Linked DNA regions of Hordeum vulgare: regions 1 and 3 are each linked to region 2. The links are chromatin contacts, called in public Hi-C maps. All regions are on one chromosome and are shown on one strand. The core of a region is the stretch at or near the end of the contact, and the rest is flanking DNA. Distances in the headings are between cores, read along the strand shown.

Region 1 (4,011 bases), core at 166-2,665, 510 kb before region 2:
AAGTACACCGACTATTTCGATTATATACATGCGCACGTACGCCCCCTAGCTCGCACGAGAGGTTCTTCATTTTTCTATGTGGCACTTGCACGTTGCTCCAAATAACTTGACCGTACGTACGTAGTACTACTAGTAAAGTAGTAAGTTATACAGACCGTTTTACTGCCAGAACCCTTTTTGCAATTAAACTTTCTGCCTTCTATAAAAATGTGGTACTCTTGAAAAAAAAACAATTAAACAGATAGTACAAAAATAGACAGTTCTCCGTAGTCCACGGTCGTGGTTAAGCTAGCTATGCATAGCTACTAGCTTGTCCGTTGGAAAACAGAGACAAAGCTAGCAATAGATAGTACTACAAAACAGCACCTCTATAGGTAGAGGATGCACCTAAGCTACTACATGCCTACAACACAACACCACAGACACACACGTCTACAAGCTAGAAAACATACATATGCTAGCTAGTAGTAATTCAACATGGAGTAGTAATACACTCAGATAATCGGTAGAAGTGGCACCATATATATTATTAACCTCTACCAACCTGGTGCATATATCAAACACAATGGAGTATACCGGAAGCCAGGCCCTTCCCTGCTAAATGAGGGCCTCACAAGCACACACACAACGACGTACCAGGAGACGGAAACGGGGGAGCAGGAAGGAAAAGAAACAAGAAGCAGCTAAAAAATGCTATGCCTTCCTTGTTGTCTTCTCTTCTCTTGTCTTGTCTCCTCGTCTCCCTCTTCGGCCGATGAATTGGAGCTAATATATATGTAGCTACTGCCTAGTGGCCAAGTTGGATGGAATCCGGCTAGCGGAGAAGGCTCCGGATGATCTCGGCCTGCGGGCTGGTTTCATCCAATGTGGACATTAGTTCAGACAGCCTGTCGGAGAGGTCGTCGACCTCCTGGTGGAGGCTCTTGATGTAGCCGCACGTCTCCTTCAGCAGCTTCGACGCCGACGACTGCGCAGCGTAGCATAGCATTCATGTCAGGAACAGCGAAGAAGAAAAAGAACAGTGTTAATCCTTCTCAGACTCGGCGGCGCCGCCGTGACGAAATGTGCAGTCAAAGCCGTAGTCCGGCCAGTGACAGTGCGCTGCACAGACGTACGCATGGAACAGGCAACTGATCACGGGAGGACCAATGCGCGCTTGTCTAAGTACGTACCCGGCTCGCGGAGCGGCGGCGGGAGGATTCCGGGAGCAGGGCCTGAAGCTTGGAGATGAGCTCGTTGATCTCCTCGTCGGTGATCCTGCCACGGCGGCTTGACATCTCTCTTTTGCTGGCTCTGATAGGGCACAGCTGGTGTATGCGTTGGTAGTTAGCCTTAGCTGGTGATTCAGCCGATGGTGCGCTTGGGTGTGTGGGTGTGATGGTGAGTGTCTAAGTGAGACGGGAGCAGAGGGAACGAGGAGGTAGGCAGGGAGCGCAGCCGGGGCGGCTATTTGAAGGAGAACGGGGCAGAGATCGTCTAGCACATTGATAGCGAAAAGAGGCCACGGGCCCACTGAGCCTTCATTCAGGCCCGGGCTCCCGACACTGGCCCCAAAATGACCAGGCCCGGGCTACCGACACTGAAGGACCCAGAATGATGACCAGGCCCGGCCCATGGGCTCCAGAGAGTCCTGCGAGGACCCCAGGGCCGGGGCACCATTGCTCCTCTGTCCTCTGTGATTATGATTTCGAGCAATGTGTGCCAGTCAGCCAGAGTTAATATCGCAAGTAAGTGAGAGCATGTGTAAAAGAAAAGTTGTAAGTAAGAGCATCTCTGACTCTGGCGAAGCTAAACATGAGTTGTGCAGTCCATAGAAACAGACTTTTTTGCAAAAAAACATCCTGCAATAAATAGACATCATGCAAAAAATATCGTAAAAAATGCATACTCTTGACTACACAAGTTTCAGTTGACTACACATGATTGAATTTCTGACACCACACTGTTTGTGGCACTTTGGGTAAAAAGAACCGGTATTTATATCTATATAGTGTAAAAAAAAATTGTTTACATACTTCAGATGGTACTCATACTATGATACCACTTTCATTAAATTAATGGTTGCGTGCATCACTTAGCTTCTTTTCAACTACTCCCTCCATTTCTAAATATAAGACCTTTTAGACATTTCACTATAGACTAAATACGAAGCAAAATGAGTGAATCTATACTCTAAAATATGTCTATATACATCCGTATGTAGTTTATAGTGAAATCTTTAAAAAGTCTTATATTTAGAAACAGAGGAAGTACATATATCACTCTTTGAGGCATCCAGGGTGAAGAATTAACTTATTCTTCACCCTAGCCGTTTCCCCGAGCCATAATTTCATGTCACTCTTTTTTTACATGCAAAACGGAACTTTCTAGCATGCATGTTTTAAAATTACCTTAGTTTCAATATAAAATACCTAAATAGCTTTTAGTATTATATTATCGTATTATATTACCCCACCATATATATTATCATATGCTTAATGTAACTTTATATCATGCATGTTGTAAAATTACCTTACATTTTTTTTGTACTACGGAAGACAAACTTCCATTCTCAAGAGTGTAAAATTAGCTCAAGTCTAAACTTTTTCTTACATTTTTAAGTCATAGTCGTGGATTGGACTAGGTGAGGAATAAGAATCCTTCATCCAGGGTGACGAATAGCGTGATCCTATATATATGTATGGTGTAACTTCTTTTTGCAGACACCTTAAAATTTACAACAAGCACCTCTAGCGGTCGCCCTAAAATAAAAAATGACGTGGCAGGAACCTAACACTCGCCGATCGTCATCCCCCCATGTCGATTCGCTTCTCACCGCTGACGTGACTTTGTCGGCCACCCCTAGCCCCGTCGTTTGAGACGTTCGCTAGGACCCACACTAGTTCTTGGCCCGCCGCGGGACGCTATAGTTGCCACAACCAGTGGCGGAGCTTGGTATAAATTGCTAGGGGGGCTAATGCAAAAACATGAGTATTTTGGGGTGTAAACTGCTAAAAAAACTCATCTAAGCCCTTCCCTAAAAATATTCCTCAGAGTTTGGTCCAAGGCGGGGGGGGGGGGGGTGGCGCCCCCCCCCCCCTCGTCCTCAACATAGCTCCACCAGTGGCCACAACATCGCCGCCGCCCACCATGTTGATGAGCGGCCATTGCGACCACCATGTGACCGTTGGCGAGCCACTGCTCCTTGTCAAGGGCTCGACCTCCGTCGGCGCTCTACGAATTTGGCCATATCCGATGGCTCCCCTCTAGCCCAGCCACATTCATGCCGTCTTTCCTTGACCTTTGGTGATCTCCGCCGGACAAAATCAAGCTCGACACTAGCCGACCGCCAAATTCGCCTACCTAGCTTCCCGTAGTCGGATCTCATGTTTCAGTTGCTTTCCAAATTTTATGACACTAGTTTTAGGGCATCTCTTAGAGCCAAGCAAATTTGGCGTACAAAACCCTAATCTCTCGTACCTTCAAACCATTTTAAGATATCAAAATTTACATCACCCACTGAAGATCCTATAAGTATCTTAGAGGTTGTTTGGTTGCCAGCCGCACCTCGCCACGCCATAGGTGCGGCACGTCACAGCTGCCGAGGCTGTCGTTTGGTTTTCTATAAAGATTAGGCTCGCCACAACCTACAACCTGCTTTGCAGTAGATATTTTCGTCAAATGTGTGGCGTCCGTTTTGCTCGCCACAATCTGCGGTGCGTCACAAAGTATGGCTCCATAAGTGTGGCAATTTAAGTCATGAACCAAACAGCCCCTTAGAAATCACAGCAAAATGAAATTGCGAAAACTATGGACAATGTTTCTACAGAACTCGAACCAGAGACCCTAAGTCTAAGCAGTCTTCTGCTCGACTAGTCACAAGTCACGTAGTACCGCGAAAGCAAAACTGATTGCAAGTTTTAGCACAGTGCTCCCTTTTTCAGTACAAATCAATGACTAGGGTTTTGACTTTGGGCAGCCCCTAGCTAGGACGAGGACCAAAGCGTCGATCAAGGCAGGAGTGTACTGCCG
Region 2 (3,757 bases), core at 903-3,402:
GGGTAGTACTACGTACGTGCTTGCTCCTCAGAGGAAAACCTGCCAAAAAAAAAAACTACTACCACCACCACCGCGGTCCGGTACACCGCGCTTTTTTTTTTTGCCGGGGCGGGCCGGACCCCGGGCAAGATGGACAGGCACAGGCAGAGCGGTAGGGCTGTGGTGGTACGTACGTCCTGCAACGCTGATCGGCCGATGCAGGCAGGCATGGGCGCGGCGGGCTCTGAAACTCTCGGCTCTCAGGTGCGTGCGTCCTCTGGATGGCAGATCTTGGATGGAAATGCAACGGCTGGGCAGACGGATTCAATGGGGTTGGTCGCTCCTCTCGTCCTCCTCCCTGAATCTCGATGGGCTAGCATAGCATAGCATAGCATAGCATGCCCATGGCCGGGGGCGGGGCGTGGTCCTGCTGAGTGAGAAGGAACGTAGCGGGGAGGGATACATGCGTGCGTGAGCGCTCCCGCGTGGACCGGCAATAAAGGCGTGTACCGCCACCACGCCGCTACCACTCTGCTGTCCGTTTGCTCCGGCCTGCAGCTGCGGCTAGCTGCTCTCCTCTCCTCGCCTCGCCTGGCACTGGCAGCAGCAGCAGCAGCAGCTGATGGTGATGGTGATGGTGATGGTGATGGTGATGATGATGATGATACTAGCACGGGCACGGCCACCACACCGACGCCGTCTTGGACGGTAGCTCCATCCGTCCACGGAGGAGTGCGGTGAGTCATGTGTGTGTAGCACGTACGCACACGAGGTGTGACGAGGTCGCTGGCGTCTGGTCATGTGGCCTGGCTGGCGCCCAACTGGAGACTGGGTTCACGACGAAAAGGGTCTGGATTCATCTGGCCTTTTCGCTGCCCGCCGCCGTCTCCGTCCGTCTGTTGGAGGGATGGGGACGCGCGCACGCATGTACGTACGTACGTGTGGTGCGACGGCGGTTGGGTGGGTGGGTCGTTGCGCCGTGGCTCTTGCCCGGTCGCGCTCGCGTCGCACGCGGCTGCGGTCACCGGCGCCACGCTGGGCCGCGTTGAATCCTTCAGCCCGGAGCTCTCTCACACGAGGAAAAAAGAACGAGCTTTCACATGGGCTGCCCACGTAGCGGATCTGAGGCCCATCCTGCAAACTCTCTCAGGGCCGTGTGTGTTTGGTATCCGGGAGTCGTTAGTTAACGAGCGTTTTATTTAAAGCCTTCCAACGAGTATTCCAGCACGTCGTCACTTGGCGTGTTTACATCCGTTATTACGTCTAGTGCTCTGAACGCTTCCTACAAATTTTATTTTATATTTTATTTTTTCGCATGTATTTTTGGCTTTTTAGATTAGTTTTCTTGAGTTTTTGCTGTTTCGCAATACCATGGTCGTGCATCTCAAAAACGGGAAAACGTGTTTTCTGTTTTTGCAAGAGGTACGGTTTTGCTTTCGTGAAAGACACGATTTTACCTTTCGAAAAGAAAAAAAACGTATTTTCTGGGGGTTTTTTCGTGAGAGACACGATCGTGCCTCTCAAAAAGGAAACAAATGTGTTTTCTGTTTTCTTTTTTTGCGAGAGGTACAATTTTACTTTCGCGTGAGACATGGTTTTGTCTTTATGAGAGACACGCACGTGCCTCTCGAAAAGAAAAAAAACATTTTTTCGCGAGAGGCATGATTTTGCTTTCATGAAAGGCAAGGATTTGCCTTCATGAGAGGCACATCCATGCCTCTTGAAAAGGAAAAACTGCGTTTTCTGTTTTTGTTTCTATCTCGGAGGCATATATTTTTTGGTACGGTTTTTTTTATGAAAAAAAAGTTTATTAAAACCCATCAACATGGGATCTAGTTTTTAAGATCCCGACGCAATAAATCCAACGGCGAAAACGATTCGTAATTTGGACGCACGGTTTAAAAGATAAAACGTTTTAAAAAAACGAATCTACAGAAAAAAGATAAACTTTTAGGTTAAGACAAGTGGTACATATGCAATGCGTCATTTGTAACAACCTGAAGGGTAAAATCTTTCAAACGAATACTCCCTAATTAATGATTTCGTTCGTATCCAAACTACCCAGCAAGCTCCTAAAAGAATCTGGCCCATTTTAGCCCAGTTCAAGCCCACTCTCTCTACCCCACCCCCGCCTTCGGCCCCGGCGGAGAAGCGTCAGTGCGGCCGCGCCCAGATTGCTTCCGCCGTTGCTCTCCCTCTCCCGGCCTCTCTCTCTGCCCCTCTGCCCGCCAGTGGCGCTCTGTTTCGATCCTATGGCGCACCCCCACCCCCCACCCCCCAACCCTACCACGCTCTCCCCCAAAATGTCGCGATCTCCCGCTAGGGTTTCGCTGTAAGTTTCCCCTTCCTCCTTCGTACAATCTGGTGTTCTTGTAAATCGGCACTCTGCTTTTCTTATGGTGGTGGTAGAGATATATTTTGGCGCCTATGATTTGGTTTACTTTCGTGCTTAGTTCGCTAGAGCTACGCCTGTGCTTGCTGCCCGCAAATTGTCGATGCTGCTATGCTGCAGCTACCATTTCATCCAAATACTGTTGCTGCGCTTGTATAATTAATCCCATCCCATGCCTAGCTGCTTACGTGCTTGCGTTAATGCCCTATGTTGGTAGAGAGACCCTAATGATCAGGATGTTGATCATGGCCTATATTTATTAATAATGCTAGTAATAGAGAAAGGAACGGAGCCCCCAGACCGCTTCATAAATTTGATATAAGTCCAGTACAAAGAGTGAGATGGCCATGCTCGGAAATTGAAAAAGGTCTTCCTTGGTAATTGAATGGATCAAGTGCCTTTTCTAAACTCTGGGTGTGTCCACACAAACAAAGCATTCAGGAAACTTAATATGTCAGTTGCAGGGCCAGTTTGATTTTAATTGGTGCTTGCAAATGATTGCTTGATCCAACTTCAAAAAGACTTTCTTGTTGTATTAGCAAATTTGTATATGATCTGCCTTTTTGTTCGTTAGGGAATCATGTGTTGGTGCACCTTTAATGAGATATATAGTAGGAAGCGAAGACTAAATGATATATTCAGACTACCTACCTTTGTTAAACAAAAACTAAACGATATATTCAGATGGCCTAGTTTCTTTGTAACTAACATTACTGTGTGAATTCTGGTTCTGCAAGTGCTATGTGCTTTAACCTTAGAAATACTTAACTATGTTGCTCTACAGTCTAGATGCTGGGCTGGTACATTTAGCTCTATTTTACTTAAGAAGCTATACATTGGAGATTTAGCTACCGACTTGGAACGTCCCCTGACCTGCAGTAAGAAGCTACTGCGTTGGTAGATTCAGCTACTGAAACCTCCAGTGACCTGCAGTATAGATTGCATTTAACAGTGCTGTTGAACCTGCAGTATAGATCACGGGTTCAGGGAACTTCTTTCTTGTAAACAAATGTAAAGGTTCATTTACTAGTTATCCAATCATTGAGAATCAAGCTTCTCTGATTTTGAATCTGAATATGTGGTAGGTTTCGTGTAAAGGGGAGCTTGTTTGCATCCAGAGATACATTACGCTGTACATAGGCTGCAATGGATCCGTGGAGGCGATCCCTTTCCATCTAAAAACACATAGGCTGCAATTATCTCTCAGTTCACTCTCTTCTATTCTATTCAGCCTGTACTACCCACTCACAAAACAACATTTGGGACTACCAACGCCATGGCTACAGTATCCCTCTAAATAACACTTTTGTACTTGATAAATTACCAGAATGTAACTATCCCCCGTTTTCTGGAACCAACCATGTTCACATCTATGATCCATGACTA
Region 3 (3,676 bases), core at 1,080-3,579, 630 kb before region 2:
AACAAACCCGTGCCTTTCGCGTAAGCAAAATCGTGCCTCTTGCGAAAAAACATTTCCCCCCTTTCGGAGAGGCACGCCTCTCACAAAGGCAAAACTGTGCCTCTTGCGGAAAAACATTTTCCCCCTTTCTGAGAGGCGCGCCTCTCACAAAGGCAAAATTGTGCCTCCCGCGAAAAAACCTCGGGTTTTTTTCCTTTTCTGAGAGCCATAACAGTGCCTCTCACGAAGGCAAAATCGTGCCTCTGGTGAAAACAAAATCGTGCCTCTCGCAAAAAAAGAAAACATGTTTTTTTTTCGAAGTGCCTCTCGCAAAAAAAGAAAACATGTTTTTTTTTCGTTTTCGACAGGCACGACCATGCCTCTCGCAGTGGCAAAACCGTGCCTCTCGCGGAAACAAAATTATGCCTCACGCAAAAAAACACGCATTTTCCGTTTTTAAGAGGCACGACAAAATCGTGCCTCTCACAAAAGCAAAACCTTGCTTCTCGTAAATAAACATTTTTTTACTTTTTTTTGAATATTTGTTTTGTGAGAAAGCTAAGAATGACCGGTAAAAAACAAAAACAAAAGAAAATCAGATTTTTGTTCTAAAAAGCAGAAAACGCGTGTGAAAAGTTTAAAAAACAAAATCTGGAGGGAGCGCTTCGAGCGCGACCTGTGGCGGGAGCTGAAAACGCGTCAACTGACGACGCGCGGGGGTGCTCGCTGGGAGGCTCCCGGAAAAGCGCTAGCTAACTAGTGGCTACCGTCGCACCGTGTTAATTGGGATTCGCCTGATGGGCCGACCCATTTTAATTTTTTCGTTCGAAAAAAATGCCAACACGCACACACGCTACTCCGTGTTGGACCGGCCCACTTAAATTTTTCCAAATGCCTGGGTTTGGTGCACGGACGGGTAACCTAAGCCGGTCCACGGCCGCGCCCTCTCGAGCCCTATCGTCGCGCCCTCGTGAAGCTCCTGTGTCGCCGCGCCCTCTCGAGCCCCACCGCCGTCGCACCCTCGTCAAGCTCTACCGCTGCCGTGCCCTCTCGAGTCTCACCGACGCGCCCTCTCGAGCCTCACTGTTGTGCCCTCATTGAGCTCCATCGCCGCCGTGCCCTTTCGAGCCCCACCGTCGCGCCCTCGTCAAGCTCTGCCGCTGTCGTGCCCTCTCGAGTGTCACTGATGCGCCCTCTCGAGCCTCACTGCCGCGCCCTCATTGAGCTCCATCGCCGTCGTGCCCTCTCGAGCCCCACCGTCGCGCCCTCGCCAAGCTCCCCCGCAATCACGCACTCGTTAAGCTTCATCGCCTCTGGTCTGGTAAAGCGCCGCCGCCGGCTTCGTTCACTCTTCCCCAAGCACTGCACGTCGGATCCAGCCATCGCAAAGCGAGGATCCACCATCTGCAGTCATCGAGCCCTGGATCCCGGAGCCCAACACTGCCGCCCGATCCACGTTCCTTCCTGATTTCAGCTATATTCTAAAAACCTGCATGTACAACTATATTTTGAAAATAAGAACATTTTTTGAAAATACGAAGAATTTATTGAATATGCAGAACATTTTAAAATAGTTTTGAATTACAGGAACACAATTTTTTTGAAACACGGACATTTTACGTAAGTAGTGAAAAAAAGCAAGAACATTTTTTGAAATTTGTGGACACTCTTTGAAATACAAACATTTTATGAAATCCCCGAACATTTTTCCAAACACGGACAATTTTTATAAATCCAAAACAAAAGATGAACATTGTTTCCAATTGCAACATTGTGTCGAAAAACTTGAAATATGAGAAAATTTATTGAAAACGAAAGTTCACAAATTTAAAAATTGGAAACATTCTTTTGAAAGCGCGAACATTTGTCAGAAAGATGAACATTTTTTTAAATTGCGACATTGTGTTGAAAAAGTTGAATATTTTTAAATAGACAAACAGTTTTTTGAAAATACGGGCATTTTTTAAAAATGAGGACATATACACATCAAAAACATAAAAAATATAAACATAGAAATAGAAAAAAACGAAAAAAAACCAGCGAACTAGTCCGGCCCGTTGAGCGAAAAATTCAATCCCGACTATCCTTTATAATCCCGGTTTGACAAATAATTTCAGGGTTCAATTCAGATGAAGATTGCATAATTCAGGATACAATCGATAATTTTTTTTATCTTTGGGATTCATTTTCGCCGAATCTCTACGAATTCAGTATTTAAAATTGACATTTTTCTCGAAAATAGAATACACGTGTTGATCGGCATGGCATACCTAGGCGTATACCCGATAGGCCGATACGGGCCTGCTCTTCTACCGTGGTCGCTGTAGCCGGTCCGGCTGGCAGGGTCTTAATTAGATCTCGGCAGGCAGCAGAATCAATGGTTCACCAGTCCGTCCCCCCTCGTGCCCGGGCCATGTCCTGCGCCGGGCGCGACAGCGGGCCAGCCGCGGCGCCGGTCCGGGAGACTAGATCCGACACCGTCGACGCGCCCATGCTCTCGCTCGCCTCGGTCAATGGCGCAGGGCGTCGCGCGCCATACCGCCACGGCCGCGCGCGCGTCCTGCACGCACGCAAGCGCGGCGCAGCTTCCACCACGTACATGCGCGCGCGCTCCGTCAAGGTCGAGCCACCTTTTCGCCGTCGCTTTCCGTTGCCGACGAGTCGCCCTCGGTCGTCCAATGAAACGAACAGAAGGGGCCGTCCTGCGGTGTCTCGCGGCGCCGGTGCAGGACACCGGCCCGGACGCGACGCGCAAGCCTACAAACGCTGTCCTTTGGAAAGTCCTTGCTCGGGATATTTTTCTTTCAGACGTCCTGTTGGCTGTTGCCAAGGAGCGTGCGCGTCCCATGGCCATGGTGGCTTGCTTGCCGCTTGCTTGGCCATGACGCTCGCTTGCAGCGCAAAACACAGGCGTGATGAGTTTATTAGTTCAGTCGGGCCGCTGTGCCGGATAGCTACATGCATGGTCCAGACCGAGTGAGGCACAGGGAGAGCGAGAGCGAGATCTGTGTGGGTGGTGGTCAGGACCATCTCTCCTCTCCATCTATCTATCTCATCACTCATCGGCATTCAGCAACGCCAACGCGTGCCTGTGTCCGTCCGTCCGTGTTGCCCGCCCGACCGACGGACTGGCCGGCCGGCCCCTACGCGCGCCGGGACAGATTCGCCTTTTATGAGCAGCTGCCGTGCCGGATCCAACGGTACGCCGACAGCGACCCCGCCGGCCCTGCACAGTACGTACCACCGCCGGACCCCTGCTGTCCGGCATGCAGGCAAGTGGATCGCCGGGAAAGGGAGGAAGCCAAACCAAAACCAGCCCATCGACCCCCGGCCACCACCTGCCAGTCCACCCGCCGGCCGCCGGTAGCTGCAACAGTAATAGCGACCACGGCCGTACGTGCACCTCCCAGATCCGACCGACTCCTTCTCATCATCGCATGCCACGTCTCTTTTTTTTCTTTCTGACAGGACAGGCTCCGCATGAAGGTGCACGTCACACCATCCCGCACCACACATGAGATGCAAGGTGCGAGTACACCGTGCCGGCCGGGCGTGCATGCGTTCCTCGTGCACGTCTCGTACGCCATTGCCATAGACCATACATGTAGATAGAGTAGTAGAGTAGAGTATAATGCGCACGAGCCACCGGGCAGTTTGCTGGAATTCGCTTCGCTGCACTGGCTAGCTAGGGACGGAC

The links. A called contact is a pair of places that touch in the nucleus more often than the background predicts.
Region 1: a contact with region 2 is called in a Hi-C map of leaf, with 3 times the contacts expected there. The contact joins the promoter of LOC123447077 here to the promoter of LOC123449567 in region 2. A contact is called at or near these places in 2 of 6 Hi-C or Micro-C datasets (leaf and seedling).
Region 3: a contact with region 2 is called in a Hi-C map of seedling, with 3 times the contacts expected there. The contact joins the enhancer-like site here to the promoter of LOC123449567 in region 2. A contact is called at or near these places in 3 of 6 Hi-C or Micro-C datasets (leaf and seedling).

The regions. Positions count from the first base shown.
Region 1 is chr4H:565,809,511-565,813,521 of MorexV3_pseudomolecules_assembly, reverse strand. LOC123447077 (transcription factor ILI3) reads right to left here and starts at 1,415. Exons shown (of 2, transcript XM_045123643.1): 1 at 1,173-1,415; 2 at 500-967. The coding sequence starts at 1,277. The coding sequence ends at 815.
Region 2 is chr4H:565,296,546-565,300,302 of MorexV3_pseudomolecules_assembly, reverse strand. LOC123449567 reads left to right here and starts at 2,152. Exons shown (of 5, transcript XM_045126832.1): 1 at 2,152-2,311. The coding sequence starts at 2,232.
Region 3 is chr4H:565,924,549-565,928,224 of MorexV3_pseudomolecules_assembly, reverse strand. It overlaps the pseudogene LOC123450766. Among protein-coding and RNA genes, the nearest start is that of LOC123449571, 18 kb to the left of the region's middle. Within about 2 kb of position 2,329, at least 3 of the 3 cell types and tissues checked have open chromatin away from gene starts, as enhancers often do. A contact at or near this core is called in leaf and seedling, where this site is marked.